Regions from separate parts of the Mus musculus genome. Here region 2 is linked to region 1. Evidence: chromatin contacts called from public HiChIP or PLAC-seq data. All regions are on one chromosome and are shown on one strand. The core of a region is the stretch at or near the end of the contact, and the rest is flanking DNA. Distances in the headings are between cores, read along the strand shown.

Region 1 (3,954 bases), core at 674-3,173:
ATTATGGGTTGAAAGCTGTCCTCTCTTAATTTTGATTGGTACAACAGGCACACAGCCGGGGCTCCAGTTCACTAACCTAAATCCCAGACCCACTAAAGGGAGCAAGAAACTAACCTAGAGACGGCATGAAAGCCAGAACTCATTGACAGCCATGCAGTTCATAGAATAAAAATCCAACCCAGAGCTCTGAGATTTCCAGCAAATATTGATTACCGTGAGAATCATGACTGATTTAGAAGTGAGATCAGTTCCTAGTCGCCTGCTGAGTTCAAACCATTGTTTTCTCTTCTCATACTCTTTAGACACGTGGACAGTCCTTGTTAGGAAGAATACATTTGTCTTCCTATCTGTGATTCTAGATGAGTTTGGCTAAGTAGAAAACTGTAAACCCAGGAGCTCTGTATTACAATGTCTGGCTTCTCTGTCATTCGAGGGCACATGTTTAATTTTTTCACTTAAAGCATCCACATTAATCATGCCCACAGGCACCGCATCCTCTTCTCAGCAAAGTGACAGTGCACGTGGTCACGCTGATGTTACCTGCCAGGTAACGGGGATGCGGCCAGGAACTCATTTGGGACATGCACTCAGGGACTGGTGGGGAAACATGGCTTCTAGTTGGCTTCCTTCCTGCAAGCTGCACAGAGGAGGCGTGGCTCGAATCCACAAAGTGGACTGGGAAGCACCAAGGAGCTCAACAAGATCACTTGAGGTCTAACATCGGACCAAGGTCAGTCGTGTCTGTGGGTGCCTGCGCCGACCTGGGCTACAGGAAGCCAGCCACAGAAGGCCTTGATGCAGAAAGCTCAGGGCGGAACATGCAGAGCGAGTTCTGTGCCCTTATAAAGAACCCCTGTTGCTGAAAGCTCCCTCCACCCGCAGCAGGGGCGGGGATCTGCAAGGGATCCAGATCCTTAAGCCTCCGGAAGTCGAAAGGGCCCTTTATACACCCGACTTGGAGCCTAGAACTACCAGGCCACTGCGGTCTTGACTGATTACGGTCAAAACATCCAATGAGCTGGCAAGCATGCATACGCAAAGACAGGCGCCCAGGGCCACGCGTGACTGTCTAAGATGTGTAGTGACAGTCGGTCGATTTCCAAAAAGCTGATTTAGAGGTCTAAGCTCGGCAACCTAGATCTGATGGCCTCAATTTTTCTGCCTCCCATCTCCCCGCCCCTGCAATCGGTCCCCAGACAGAGACAGAAAGGCTTTTTCCGGATTGCAAGTTGCCCAAGGTCCTCCGGGCCTAGGGCGCGCTCCAGGCTCCTCAATGCCCTGAGACCAGGTGTGCAGCACCCGGATACCAACCCTGCACCCGTACCTTTCCCGATCACTTCCAGCAGTTCCTTTTCCTCCTGGGTCAGCTCGCCTTTCTTTATGTGACCCATCGTTCCCGCCAGCTTGACGCTTATTCTATTTCTTTGGAAAGGTTTTTTAAAAAAACAAGAGACGTGTATGCGTCGTGGAAGACCGCCACAGCAAGGCAACTCGAGGCCGGAGCAGCAGCCCAGTGAAGTGGCAGAGTCGCTAGGGTCTCACGGCTGGGGGCTGGCGGGTGCGGCGAGCTTGAGCGAGCCGGGCTGGCGCTCTCCACAAGTCCCGCCCCCGCGCCTCAATGGCCAGGTCGGGAGGAGGAGCTGCAAGAGGCAGCAAGCGACTCCAATTGGAGCAACCTACGAGGTCCAAACCAAAAGGAGACATTTGGAAGGGGATTCAATACATCTTCTAGGTTTCCTATTCCCATGATAACCTATTAAGAAGTACAGGGACACAGGGTTCCTTGGATTCTAAGGATAGAAGTTCTCTGCCTGGTAGTGACTTCTGTGGGCACGTGCGGAGGCATTGGGATGCAGCTAGACGGGCTGCACTGCCCCTAAGAGTGGCGCGGTTCGGGCAAGGGGCGGGGATAGGGCGGGGCCGGGGCAGGAGGCGGAGCTACACCGGGTTCTGTGTGTCTGTGTCAATGTGTCTGTCCTTCACTCCTCCATTGTCTGCCTCAGCCACTGCCGCCGCCACTGCTGCTGCAGGATCCGCCGCAGCCACCAGTCTCGCGCGTCGTCGCTCCCTCCTTGGACAGGTAAGAGGTGATCAGGTGGGGCGGCGGGAGCCTGAGAGTTGAGCGAGCAGTGACCGCCTCCGAGCCAAGGGGTCCCAGCGGGCTGGAGCTGGCGTGGAGGAAGCATGTGCCACCTGGGGCGGTTGCCTTCCTCTTCATAGAGGAGCCCCCGCGCCGCGCCATCATCCATGCACGTACTGTGTATTAGTGCCTCTCGAGCGAGACCTAGACCTCGCTACGTTTGTCCGCCCCAAGAGCTCCGGGGACCGCGGGCCGGCCGTAAGCTGGCCACGCGGTGAAAGTGGCGGGTGCACATGGTCTCGTGCGTGGCGATCCCCGGGGAGGCCCACTGCCGGGAGGTGAGGGGAACACCCCATGACCAGCGACACTGGGAGAGGCTCGGAGAAGGTAAATTTCTTTTTGCAAACCTAGCCCTCCCCAGTACTTGTCTGTCATTTCTTGCCCTCTGTGGAAGCCATGGAACCTGGACCTGTGGTGTTCGCTAAGGATATTTAGAAGCGACTTACAACTGCTCTGATACTTTGTTGGGGTGTGGGGGTCTTTTTTGCTCTGAGAGAGCTGCCTGTCTTTATAACTCAGGTTTGGGGATTTATGGAACTAGGGAGGGTAGGCTGGAGAGGGCGGGGATTAAATTGGTGTTGCTGTCTATATATAGCCTTAGATTAGTTTCTTAATCCAGCCTTCATTCAACTGTGGTGTGGCTCCTGGAGCGTCCACCGTAGGTAGATAAGAGGTGAATATCGTGTGTACCTTTCTGTGCCTCCGATGCAAGGTACGCTTAAGAAAATATTCAATCATTCCTCCAAGATGCTTATCTGTAGCGTTCTACAGCGTCAATCACTGCTTCTTCGGAAATGACTGTTTAGTTTTGCTGTTGTTTCTCAACAGACTGGTATTGATGTTTCCGTTAAAACACAATTGTGCTAGGGAGAAATACTTGAATAATCATGTAGGTGGTTTTTATTAAGTAGCCCCAGGATCGCTCTTTCATTCCACGGTGCCAAGAATGATGTGAAATGCCTTTTCCTGTGGCCCCTCTACCTCGTTTTGCTCAAAGCGCGTACTAGCACTTCAGAGACCCACAGATGACGTTCCCTATCTCTTATCTTTAACCAAAATCTTTTCTAAACTCCCGCTGCCCATCCCCCAACAGCCACCGACAGACATGAGCTTCAGCTTGGGGAGGGAGGAGCAGATAGATTCTCCCATGAAAATGGTTGGTAATTATTCATCTCAATATATAACAAAGAAACTTTTGTTTGATGATGCTTTAAAAATGATGTAGCTGTTCAAACAAGCAGTAGGGCTTGTGAGAGTGACCAGTGTTGTGTAACACATAATGCTACCGCCACAGCAATTAATGTGCCAGAGGTAGTAGCCACAGACCTAAGAAAATGCCTGAGAGTAACCTCGCCATGTGACTACACATCATTTCATCAGATGCAGAGACAGAATTGGGTACTTAACTGCCAGGGTTTCCATCTCTGGTGCCAAATCTGGGCCATGGTTACTTGAAGGTCACACCTGTTTGTCTCCCTGGGGTTGTCAGTTCCTCGACCGATGGAAACATTAGGTTGTGTTTTAAGCACCTGGTGGGTATTTCGTCTTCTGAATGCATGGCTTTCATTTAGAGTTGATGATATTTACGGACAAAGGAAAACACCCACCCAGAAGTGCAGATAAATCCTATGTTCAGTTTGAATTTTGGAACCAGATACCTAATGGAGAGTGTTCAGAAGGGTTTCAATCGTAGCATAAATATTTAATGTCAAAATTAGATTAGCTAATGAGCTTATTGAAATGTGTTCTCATTAAAGAACTCTATTGATAATGAAATAACTATTCATTTTGACTATCTAATCTGTCCCAGATAG
Region 2 (3,954 bases), core at 653-3,152, 1.3 Mb before region 1:
CCCCCGCCCCCAGTTAGACCTGCAGCTGTCTCTAAATAACAGAACAGCACTGTGCTTCAAATAAGAGGACTGACAAATAAACAATATGCAGACATTGTATTCAAATAATTTACAGTCAAACAGAAGAGAGAAAAAAAAAAAACATTAACTTTAGGACATTGGAATAGTTACCTGCTTTGCTATGACAAATATTTGAGATAACACCAAAAGGGAGGGAGAGGAAGGAATTATTTGGCTTGTGGTTTTAGTCAAAGTTAATTGGCTTTGGGGCTGAAGTGAGACAGTAAGTTTTGCCTCCTAATACTTATTCAGCATACTTATTCAGTTACAGGTGGGTGAGCACATTGGTAAAGTTAGTGCCTTCAGGACTAGTGACCAATCTGACTGCACTGAGGAGCTAGGCAGAAACCCTTCAACAGGCGCCTTTGTGGCAGGTGGATCTCATAAAGGCAGACTTTTTTTTTTTAATCCAGATTATAAGATGGTATAGGATAATTTTTAAGTGTTTTTTAACCTTGCTAACTGTTTCTATGGTCATTACATTATTCACATTGGAGACGGCAATAAAAACTGAATTATCTCAAAATGATTTATCAGTATCCCATGCCAACCCATTTCAACATTCCGAAGATAGAATCTCGGACATAAGATCAATTGTGTGCCTCACACACAGAGCCACTGTGAATGTTTGATTCCTTTATCTTTGCAGGCTGAGGAACACTTTGGACAATTTTCCCGTTTTCAAAAATGAGGATTATAGTAGTTAAATTTCAACCCTCTACCTAACCCCAGTTGCGACTACTACTTTATTACTTATTTCATTATAACATAAAGATGGTGACTTGTAATTCAACATAAATGTACCAAAAGCAATTTTTAATGTATGCTTTCAAGATCTCAGTTACTAGAAAGTTTTTAGTATTTATGTCAACTATTTTCTTTCAAATTCTGACATATTTGAACTATTTGGATGTCTACAGAAGTCTTCTAAGTTTGTTTAAAAGCCAGACAACATTTTTCCCTGAGAAAATGCATGCCTGTACTATCCACTATCATATGGAACTGATACAGCATGATATTAGTTTTAGTTGCCAATACAGTAATTAATAGAGAAAGAGAGTACACTGGCAAGAAGTCCTTACAAGTGGTTGTAATTCAGACTTTAAATAATATCTATTCTTACCAAAAATTAAATATATGTGGCAAGGTTTGCCAGAATGTGCTATAAAACTGAAAATACATTTAACTTTATATGTGAATGTAAAGGTATTAAAAGCTTTACATTTTAAATTCCCATTTTCTAGCAGATATTACAAAGTAAATATCCATGCCTTAAATTATAAAACTTGTCAGACCTATGACAAGTATTACATAGTCGTGGGCTTTATGTTATGTTCTCAGATTTTTTTTTCTGTTTAATTTGAGATCTCCCTGGTAATAGAAACTCTTTATGAACATTAATAGAAAAAGCTTATCGTCCGAACGTATAACGAGGAAATTGAGCTGCACTCCACTTTACCCTAATATCCTGCACTAATGCGATGACACAGATGACAAAACTTAACAAGCTCGGTGATATTTATTTCAGAGCACCACTTTGTAGCCTGAAACTGATACTCCTTCCAGCAGGTGTCCGAACTCAACAACAATCCAGGTCCAAAGGAAAATGCAGATTACACACTGGAACTCTAGGAAGAAAACAGCTCCATTCTGTCCATTGAAACGGCTTCTTATTCACCGCTCACTAATGACTGATGTCCGAAATGAATTAGGAAGATTCCCTTCTGACCTAAGAACCATCAGAAGGTATTTCCCAAGCAAGAAATAAAATAAAACCTGCAGCTCTGTAACCAAAACAAACATCTCCTGGTAACTCGTTATCATGTTATCAAGGGACTCAAGGTCTCCGTGGCACCTTTGAACTTGGTAGAAAGTTTCAATGTATTTGGCCTGTTGGTGTTAAATACAGCCCTGACAAGTGCGAATGTATACTCTCTGGATTACTTGATACTCTGTACTGAGAGAAACTTCTGAAACCAAAATATTAAAACATTTCTGCTGTAGCTTCAAACACATAACAAAAAAAGATAAAAGAAATCATAATACGTATAATGCTTGGCAATATATGAATTATATTAATATTAAAATAACTAACATTATTTTATAACAACTTTGACAGTCTGTGATTCTCAAGTTAATGGCAAAAAAAATATCTGAAGAATAATAATTTGTTGTGGTCATTCACTGTGCACAATTTTCAAACCCCTGTTGTATTTATTAATAAAATGTTTTCTGCAGTAATCTTAATATGCAGACTTCGCTTATATTTCACATTTAATAACAGATTGTTACTAATTCAAGTAAGCAAAATAAGTTTGCAGGAAACAAATTACTGCGTAAAGGAGAAAAGTTCCTACAGTCTAATGGGATTTCAATTACACTGTCTCCCTTGATGTTACAAAAGCAAAAGCAAGGGCCGCAAACACCTAAGCCTTCCTCTTATCTTTCATATGTAAATAATTATCAGCAAGTGACATTTCAAACCACAAGAGAGGTAGTTAAAGGAATTAAAGAAGAATGAGCACAGCTAATTTGAAGCTACTAGCATCATTTGGAAATGACAATTTTAAATCATTTTGAAATCTTTAACAATTATAGAAAATGGTCAAAAACCAAACATTTACACAGTTACTGAGTCACTTTTAAGGAATATTCACATGTTCTCTTACTTACTTATAATTACCATGAAGTGTTTTCAAATAGTCATATCTTTGTAGTGTTAAGAAATCATCACCTCATTCTATTCTTTTATGATTATCAAGTGACTGAACCCTGGGTCATTAGAAACTTAACAATCTGTCGCAACTTCAATGTCTTGCTTTCCCCCAGGGCAAAGGATTATTCCTCCATCATAATACGTTAGTTAATACCAAAGGCTTTGCCCCACTTCAAAGCAGAGATATTAAAGGCTCACTTTCCACTACAAGGCAGGTGTATTTTTATTAGCATTCTCTTTCAAAATTGCTATGACTTCACTCGCAGATATCCCGCCAACAACCATTATTGAAAGCTGTAATATAATTGCTAAGTTACGTGCAGTGTCTGAAGCTAAAACACAATGTCACGCGCAGCCTCAACGATTGTCTAAAACCAAGTGTTCCATCATTAAAGCTGAATTACAACACACAGTGCTGTTTGTCCCATGTGCTACGTTTGAAACAATAGGAGTGCAAAACCGGCCTATAAATTCACAGAATCTCCTATTTATTCAAATTTGTGAAAAGTAAGAGAAGACATGTACCAGAATTAAATCTCTGTTTAGATTGAAGTGGCGGAAGAGATGCTAGATTCTTGCTGTAATTCTGAACAGGCAGCCACATCTTCCTATCACTTTGGAAGGCATTTCCTTCTGTGACTGCTCAGATTAGCAGAAATCAACAAATACAAAGTGTTCTGGTTTTACGACTTGTCTTGTGTTGAAGTGATGACCCAGATTTTTAGTGAGTTCAGATTGGATTTCTTGTCTTTGACAGAACGGCATGTGGAGTCTATGCCCTCAGACACTGTTAAGGTTTAGGAAGACTGTTTGGGAAATGCATGAAAATATAATAAGATACTCATTCATGGTGATCAAAGGACATATTGGTTGCACATTTGTTCTACTCCCCACTTCTCCTAATGAGGTTCCACTCATTTTGTTATTTAGTGATCTAAGTGGAAATGTTCCTTCTGTCATAGTGGTATGCAAAGCTATTATAATTACTTTTTTAGAAAGGTCGACAACTTTTTTATTTGGCTTCAGTGATTTTACAGTGCCTAGATTCCACCGGAAAATATTTAGTCACTCGCTTACTTGGACAGAAATCCATCACCTGGAATAGAAATCATGGTGAGTGTGCCAGCATCTTTGTGCAGACAGCCCTGAAAATATATACTAGGAAAAGGCTTTGCCAA

What was found. HiChIP or PLAC-seq counts read pairs in DNA pulled down with a chosen protein or histone mark.
Region 2: an H3K4me3 HiChIP or PLAC-seq map of neural tube shows a contact between it and region 1, with 7 times the contacts expected there. The contact joins the enhancer-like site here to the promoter of Bzw2 in region 1. A contact is called at or near these places in 5 of 39 promoter capture datasets (the C10 cell line, hippocampal neurons, liver and 2 more) and 5 of 115 datasets of contacts at active chromatin or transcription factors (astrocytes, embryonic limb bud, embryonic stem cells and 2 more).

The regions. Positions count from the first base shown.
Region 1 is chr12:36,154,794-36,158,747 of GRCm38.p6, reverse strand. It overlaps Bzw2 (basic leucine zipper and W2 domains 2), which reads left to right and starts at 1,923. Exons shown (of 12, transcript NM_025840.3): 1 at 1,923-2,080. Ankmy2 (ankyrin repeat and MYND domain containing 2) reads right to left here and starts at 1,624. Exons shown (of 10, transcript NM_146033.3): 1 at 1,325-1,624. The coding sequence starts at 1,391.
Region 2 is chr12:37,444,644-37,448,597 of GRCm38.p6, reverse strand. The region is part of intron 12 of Agmo (alkylglycerol monooxygenase); the gene reads right to left. It overlaps Gm34408 (a long non-coding RNA gene), which reads left to right. Exons shown (of 4, transcript XR_003950116.1): 4 at 1,627-1,860. Among named protein-coding and RNA genes, the nearest start is that of Gm34408, 28 kb to the left of the region's middle. Within about 2 kb of position 1,902, at least 2 of the 459 cell types and tissues checked have an H3K27ac peak or open chromatin away from gene starts, as enhancers often do. A contact at or near this core is called in neural tube, where this site is marked.